Regions from separate parts of the Macaca mulatta genome. Here region 2 is linked to region 1. Evidence: chromatin contacts called from public Hi-C data. All regions are on one chromosome and are shown on one strand. The core of a region is the stretch at or near the end of the contact, and the rest is flanking DNA. Distances in the headings are between cores, read along the strand shown.

What was found. Hi-C and Micro-C count contacts between places; a contact is called where the count stands out from the background.
Region 2: a contact with region 1 is called in a Hi-C map of CD4 T cells, with 6 times the contacts expected there. The contact joins two enhancer-like sites. A contact is called at or near these places in 2 of 14 Hi-C or Micro-C datasets (CD4 T cells and liver).

What each region holds. Positions count from the first base shown.
Region 1 is chr9:63,318,780-63,322,483 of T2T-MMU8v2.0, forward strand. No RefSeq gene overlaps it. Among named protein-coding and RNA genes, the nearest start is that of WAPL, 14 kb to the right of the region's middle. Within about 2 kb of position 1,817, at least 9 of the 40 cell types and tissues checked have an H3K27ac peak or open chromatin away from gene starts, as enhancers often do. A contact at or near this core is called in CD4 T cells, where this site is marked.
Region 2 is chr9:63,470,963-63,474,666 of T2T-MMU8v2.0, forward strand. No RefSeq gene overlaps it. Among named protein-coding and RNA genes, the nearest start is that of GRID1, 23 kb to the right of the region's middle. Within about 2 kb of position 1,814, at least 25 of the 40 cell types and tissues checked have an H3K27ac peak or open chromatin away from gene starts, as enhancers often do. A contact at or near this core is called in CD4 T cells, where this site is marked.

The DNA of each region.
Region 1 (3,704 bases), core at 567-3,066:
CCAGTTAAACTCCACCATTTTGTCTCTTAGGTCACATGCTTGAGCCTACTCGCCCAACTCCTGAGATCTAATTGGGAAGCTGATCACCAGTTTTGGGTTTTTCTATCTGTTGGGGAGACTGCCTTTCTCTGGCGCTGGGTGTGATCAATTACTATTTTAGACAGCTTAACAGCCTCCTGACCATCACCTGATGGTCTTCTGATATTCCTGGGTTTGGAGGTGGGGGCTCTCCTGACCTGCTCATGTCTGCTGCTACCCACTGTAACAACACTGCCAGGCAGGCTCTGCATCAGGAGACCCACTGTGGCTTCTGGACAACATGAGATAAAACCCAGGTTGCCGGGACCTTTTGCTTGTCAACTGGCCAGGAGTCGTGTAGCTTTCTTACTTGTGCCTCCTAAATCCCTTTCTGGGAAGGAGAGATGGAGGGGTACCGGTATTGTCCTCATTTTACCAAACCTCACGCCTAGTGCCCTTTCCACCATCCCTGGGGCCTTCCAGTAGAATCTCTGTGCTTGGAGAGAAAGGAGTACACAGTCTGAGGTTGGGTAGGGGATGCAAACATCCATTCATTCAACTATTTCTTGGGAACTGGGGCTGCCTGGGACAGGGAGACCTGGGACACTGTCCTAACGGAAGCCAAGACCTGGGGAAGCCCAAGTCGAACGCAGTTAATTATAATTGCAATTACAACTTCGTACTTGAGTGCTTTCAAGGGTTGCCGAGGAGGCGAGAAGGGAAAGAAGGGGCCACAGGTCTGTGGGTGTTGGGTTTGCTGTGTTAATCAGTTTCAGCTGGATGAACACTGCGAGCATGGGAGAAAGGGCGCAGAGAGAATGGCAGGAACCGTGTAGCCGGCAGGCCTAGCTCCCCACCGCGGGTTTGCGCCCACACCCTCTTCCTGGGGCTGCGCAGGCCTCACCTCCAAGGTACTCCACAGGGGAAGGCTCGGAGGTGCGGGTGTTCATGTCCTTGGGGCTGCCACGGCTGCGGTTGCTAAGCCCTTTTGGACTCACAAGCCTCAGATAAGTAGCTCAAAACCCAGGTTGGGGCAGGTGGCCTAATCTGCCGCGGCTCCCGGGTCCCGGGAGGCCCCAGCACCACGCGGATGATAACTGACAGCGGAGCCGACGCGATCTAGAGCGGGCCCTGGCTCAGCGCCCCCGCGCCCGCTTTCGGAGCCAGGACCGTCCCGCAGAGCAGCCGGGCCACTGACATGGCCGGGAAGGTCCCCTGCGCAACAAAGGCAGCCCAGGCGGCCCCAAGGGTAATGCCCGGGGTGACCCCAGTGCAAAGGGGAGTTCTGGGGGAGAAGCAGTCCGAGGCACCCGCCCCCAACTCCGGGGGCATTTATTTGAAATGTTAATGTTTTGAAGCCTCCCCTGGGCCCAGATCCGTCTCCTAGAAAGCAGGCAGAAGCCGCTGTGGGATTACTAAACTAACCGCCTCTGGCTCGGGTGCGAACCCGGTAAACATGTGTTGGTGTAAGCTAGAGAGGCCAGTGTACACAGATGAACCGGGTAAATTATTACACACCCCGACCCCTCGCCTTAAAGTATCCTTGGTGCACCAATTCCAGGAGTTGAAGTTTCTCCGGGCCACAGACCTTTATTTGCTCTTGTCCTTTACACCCTCCGCCCCCGCACAGGAACCGCGGAATCCAGGTCACAGGTGGGGGCAGGGAGGCCCGGGCGGGGTGGCTGCTGCGCAGCTCTGACAGAGCCCAACCCTGGCCCCGCCCGGGCCGCAGGCCTCGCCCAGGTCCTGCTGGGTGGCAGCCCGGCCTGCACTCAGCCGCCAAGTCTCCGCCACGCCTCGGGACGTCCTTGGGTAGCCCGGACCACGCGAGGTCGGGTGTCGCTGGCCCGGAGGCCGCCGGGCCTGGGGAGGACACAGAGGGTGTCACAACGGGAGCTTTTTAGAAACCTTGGAATGCGTTTCACTGTCCACATTCGATAGTTTGTCGAGTTATTGCCAAAATTATCTAGTCAGATCCTTTTCCCAGCTCAGCTGCTGGCGATGGTAATCATACCCGCACACACTTTGGGCGCGCTGAGACTCTGCCGGGCGCTGTTCCAAGTTCTTCTTATGGATTAACCTGTGATGAGGCGACCAAAGTCAGTCATCTGGCTTCTTTCGAGAACTGGCAGGTCACCTGCCCTCCACTCGACTGGTGGGGTGAGAGTAAATTGGGGCGTGCTCCCCTGTTGGATATGGGGCCCGAGCTGCGCAGACATGATTGCCAAGGGCCCGGGGCTCCCGTGCTGGAGAGGGGCTAGGTAGGGCGTCAGGCACCGTCTTGATTCTGGAAGATTTTTTAGGCCCCGCTATAGTTCTCCAACTTCAACATTCTCTAATCCACGAACTCCTCCAAGCTGCCTGAGCTTCCAAAAGCTTTCGCCTCAAGCTGGGAGAGCCCAATAGAGTGATCATTTTTCAACCAAGGGAGCCAACACTCATACATAATGAAGCGAGTTACACAAAGGACAGAATTCTTTCCCACTCTCCTGGGAGAGGCCCCTCAGCTCAGGGAATATGCAGGGCTGCCCAAACGACCCAAACTATGGGCCAGGTTAGGGGCGCATCAGAGGAATGGGGGCAAGCCGAAGAGCTCCTCTGCCCACTCAGAGGCTGGAGTTCCTCACACGAAGAAACCTCCACCCAGGTTATTCCTGAGCACTTCTCAGAAAGCACAATTCCTCCCTTTTCTTTGCCCCAAAGGCCAGTTGCAGAGCCCATGACCCAGCCGTGGGACAGGACGCTGTGAAGGGAGGAAGAGCCGCTTATGGTGGAGGAGCTCCCTTCAGGCCCCAGCAATACATCTGGATGCTGTCAAGAACCAAGAGGGCAGGGCAAGAAGAGACATGGGCTGGTTAAGACAAGACACTGTGACCTTGACTTCAACAACCTGGCCTGTTAGATCTCTGTCTGCCACCCTACCTTTGCTGCTCACAAATACCTGATCTCTCCCCAGGTCAAAGCTTCTCTACCTACAATTCCTCACTCCTCCTTGAATTTGGCTTCTTCTTCTAAACAGCTTTGAGTTATTGATCTTGATCCTCACTCCTCCTGGCTTGAGCCTCTGGCTTGAAATGACAACAGAAGGATGGGGTTCCTCTACCTGGCTTGATATTCAGGGCCCAGGACAGCACATGCTTCATGCCTGGAACCTTTGGAGAAAGATAGTTTTGGTTTAAAACCCTGGCTCTGTCACATTAATCAGTTGGGTGACCTTAGGCAAGTCATTTACCATTGTACAGTATTCCTTAAGAGTCCTATCAGAGAAGTGGTAGGATAATGCAGCTCTGATAAGGAGATGAGACATCAATGACAATGTAAATAACAATGTAAATTACAATGCAGGGAAATCTGCACTGTGGCTGGCAAAAAATAGGACTCAGTAAATGGTAGCCTTCTCCCTAGGTAAGAGTAGAGCAACTCAGCACCTAGGAGGCTGCTTGCCGTTGTTCTTTTATTTTAAAAAGTTCTTTTAGAGACAGGGCCTTGCTCTGTAACTCAGGTGGGAGTGCAGTGGCATGATCATAGCTCACTGCAACCTTGAACTCGGCTTACGAGATCCTCCTGTCTCAGCCTCCTGAGTAGCTGGAGCTTGCCTTTGTTCTCACACTCTCTCCCAAGGCTCCACAATATGGAGGTAGAGACCATGACATCAGTAATGTTGCTGCCACCTCCACCTCCACTCA
Region 2 (3,704 bases), core at 564-3,063, 150 kb after region 1:
GCATCCAGGGGAGGCCCAGGGTCACTGGTATTTTTCCAACACTCCCAGGTGATATAAGTGCTCTGTGAGGGCTGAGAAGCCCAACCCAGGGTGTTGCCTACACTATCAAGGCACCAGCATCGTGTCCTACGCAGGTGCCTTCCAGCCTGACCCCTCCTCTGAGCCCCACCTGCCAGTGTGACAGCTCCATCTGGCATGGGAAGCGAAAAAAAATGTTACTTAAAAATCCAGCGAACTTATTAAGGAATCTGTGGCTGCAGTCCGAGCTGGTCCCTACAGGCTCGTGGTTCTTCTTAATCAAGTAGTAAATTCTTTATAAGGTGGCGTCTCACCACAATCATATGACCTAGATGTTATTATTCCCACTTTACAGACGAGGAAACAGACACAGAAACTTGCCCAAGGCCATGCAGGTAGCAGGAGGTGGAGCTGGGATTACAAACCCAGACAGTTTTGGCTCAACAGTCCAGGGTCATAACCAGTGCAGCTGCAGTGAGTCCTGCTGCCTTCACAGGGGACAGCAGCCGGCAGGGTTGACTCCTTGGGCTGGTCACACAGGGACATGGGGACAGGTAGGCAGACGATGGGACTGCCATCGCCACATACATGTGACAATCTGCTGCTGCCTTTATGTTCCATTCCTTAAATACCTCTCCCCAGGATCAAGGCTAGCTGCAACATTTATCCAGGCCCAAACTCAGCATAGGCAGAGTCCAGCCCCACCAGGCATGGCAGCATTTTTTGTGATCTGGAGTAAGACCTTTTACCAGCAACTTCACTGGAAATTCCCTGGTAAGCGGTTTCTCCCAGTGATTTAAGTATTGGAACAGATTTGCTCTAATCTCACGAGTGTCAAAGGTTTAGTGGTCCCAAACTGCCTTCTGGAACGACCTCTCCCCCTTCCGGAAGTGGCAGCTCCTCTCTGCAGCTGCTTACGCCAGAACCCTGGGGTCTGTGTTGGCTGCTCTTTTTTTTTTTTTTTTTTTTTCTTTTCTTTCTTAATTTTTATTATCACCCCCACGTGCAGTTAACTCATCCCCAGGTCCCATCGATTCTAACTCCAAAATCTATCCCTCTCTACATCTGCCTCCACTCCCTGGTCCCTGCTGGCTCTGGCCCTATTCCTGATTCACGCTTTTCACTTCCATTTCCCTCTCCCTCCCATCCAAGTGAGAGGTGTTTACAAGACAAATTTGATCCTGTTTCTCTGGAGACAAACAAAAGTATCAGTGGCCCTTTGAGGAAAAGCCCAAATCCTCATTGGGGCCTCAAGCCCCTCCTCCTCCCAGCAGCCCGCCTGGCGAGCCCAGCCACACCGGTCTACTGTCTGCGCCTCCAAGGAACGCCCCCCGCCCCAGCTTCAGACGCCCCAGGCCTAGCCACCTCCTCGCTCTTTGCCTGGATATTAACCTATTCTTCAGCTTGCCCCCAGGGTTCCTCCACCCTGAGCCCGCAGCTCCTCCCTGACGCCTCGCCGCGGGTGTCGGGCGCTGTCAGCCCGGTGGGCGCAGTGGTGGGTCAGACCAGTAAGGGGCGCGAGGCCGGGGTGGGAGGGGACCTCAGGCCCAGGCCCCGCGGCTGCGCAGCCGCCAGCACTCAGGTGCGCCCAGCTGGCTCTGTCGCCTCCCGGCGGCAGCGGCGACCCCGGCCCTCTCCCTCTTCAGCGGACCTGGCGAGGCCTGGTGCTTCCCGGACCTGGGAAAAGGGGACCAGCCGTGCTGCCGGAGCCCGGCAGTCAGCCAGCGTTGCTCGGGTATTGAGAGAATGCTAACGCCCAGACCTGGGAGCACAGGATCCAAGGGCGGGGCGGGGCTTCCCAGCACTGCCCCGCCCACCTCTAGCCGCGTCCTCTCCAGCTTCCGGGTGGTAATCAGCTAGGTCTTCCCTGGCTCGGCGGTCAGAGACGCCGGGTGCAAGTTCTCTGCCGCTTTACTATGTGGCGTGTGCAAGTCACCCTCACTCCTTTAAAGAACATTGACTGACCTTCTTTCACGTGCCAGGCACCATTACAGGCACTGAGCGTACCGCCTGGAGCTTACAGTCTACTGTGGGGAGATTGATAACAAGCAAACAGGTTTTTGTGTTTTTTTTGTTTTAAGACGGGTCTCGCTCTATCGCCCAGGCTGGAGTGCAGCCCCGCAATCTTGGCTCACTGCAACCTCTGCTTCCCGGATTCAAGCGATTCTCCTACCTCAGCTTCCTGAGCAGCCGGGACTACAGGCACGCGCCACCACGCCCAGCTAATTTCTGTATTTTTAGTAGAGAGGGGTTTTGACCATATTGGCCAGGCTGGTCTGGAACTTCTGACCTCAAGTGATCCGTCCCCCTCGTCCTCCTAAACTGCTGGGATTACAGGCATGAGCCACCGCGTCCGACCACAAATAAGTTTTTAAAAAGCATAGACTGTGAGGTGGTGATACTCCTTAGGGGAAAACATAGCAGGAAAGGGGATAGGGATCGCAGGAAAGAGGACCTGCAGTTTTAAGTAGGGTGGTCTGGGAGGCTTCCTCCTGCGGAGGGAGCTTTTCCTCTGAGGGAGGAGGGAGGCCGAAGGTTCTCAGCAGAGGAACGACAGGACGCGACACGCTGTGTAACTGAGTCAGTCTGGCTGCTGTTGCTGCAAACACGCTGCAGGGGGCACGGGCGGGATCCCGGGACCAATTAGGAACTCTTGCAATGAGGCAGGAGGCCTCGGCGGTGGTCGCGGAGGGGTGAGAAGGGGCTGGATTCTGAATCTTTATCGAAGACAGAGCACACAGGATTTGCTGCTGGCTTGGATGTGGGGTGGAAGGAGGGAAGCAGAAAGTTAGGGATGACTCTCAAGTTTTTGGCCTGAGTTTCAGAAAGGATAGAAGTTGCCGGGATGGGGAAGGCTGCAGAAGCCGGTTTGGGGTGGGGAGATGTGGAATTCACTTTTGGGCACCTCCCATTGAAGATGAATATTCCACCTTTAAGTGGAGATGATGGTTAGATGCTGGCTGTGTCAGTGAGGCAGGACTTCACGGGGGGAGAGTTGGGGGTGGTGGGCTAGAAATCAAGATTTGGGAGTCATAACGTAGATATGGCATTTTAAAGCATTGGAACTGGATGAGATCATCCAGGGACTGACCGAGAAAAGCTGGGTAGGGGAGATAGGAGAAGGAGAGACTGGAGGAGATTGAGCTGGAGCAGTCAGGAAGGCTGGAGAAAAACCAGGAGGGTGGGAGGAGGCCCTTAAAACCAAGTGAAGATAGTGTTTAAGAGGAGGGCTGCTCAGCTGTCCCAAATGCCTATGACAGTTCAAGAGGAGGACTAAGAGGCGACCATTGGATGTAACACCATGAGGTCATTAGTGAGGTTGATAGAGCAGCGTGGGTGAATGGTGGGGGGAAAGCTTGATTGGAGTGAGTTCAAGAGAGGAGAAGAGAACAGCTGGAGGCAGTGAGTCTAGACAAGCCTTCCCACAGTGTGAGCTTTGAAGGGAAGATGGGGAACATCTGGAGGGAGATGTGAGTGCAGGTCCTGCAGAGGCAGGTGGGTTGATGCAGGAGAGGGAGGCCTGGCAGAGCAAGGCCTAGCGCTGACTGTCAGGAGGTGCTTCAACCACAGCAACGGGCAGGAGGGTACAAATTATGTGCACGTCGCTGCAGCTAAGTGGAGCTTGTGGAAGTTCTCCTTTTTCCCCTTACGCTAACAATATTTTCTGAAAAGTGCATAAAACACAA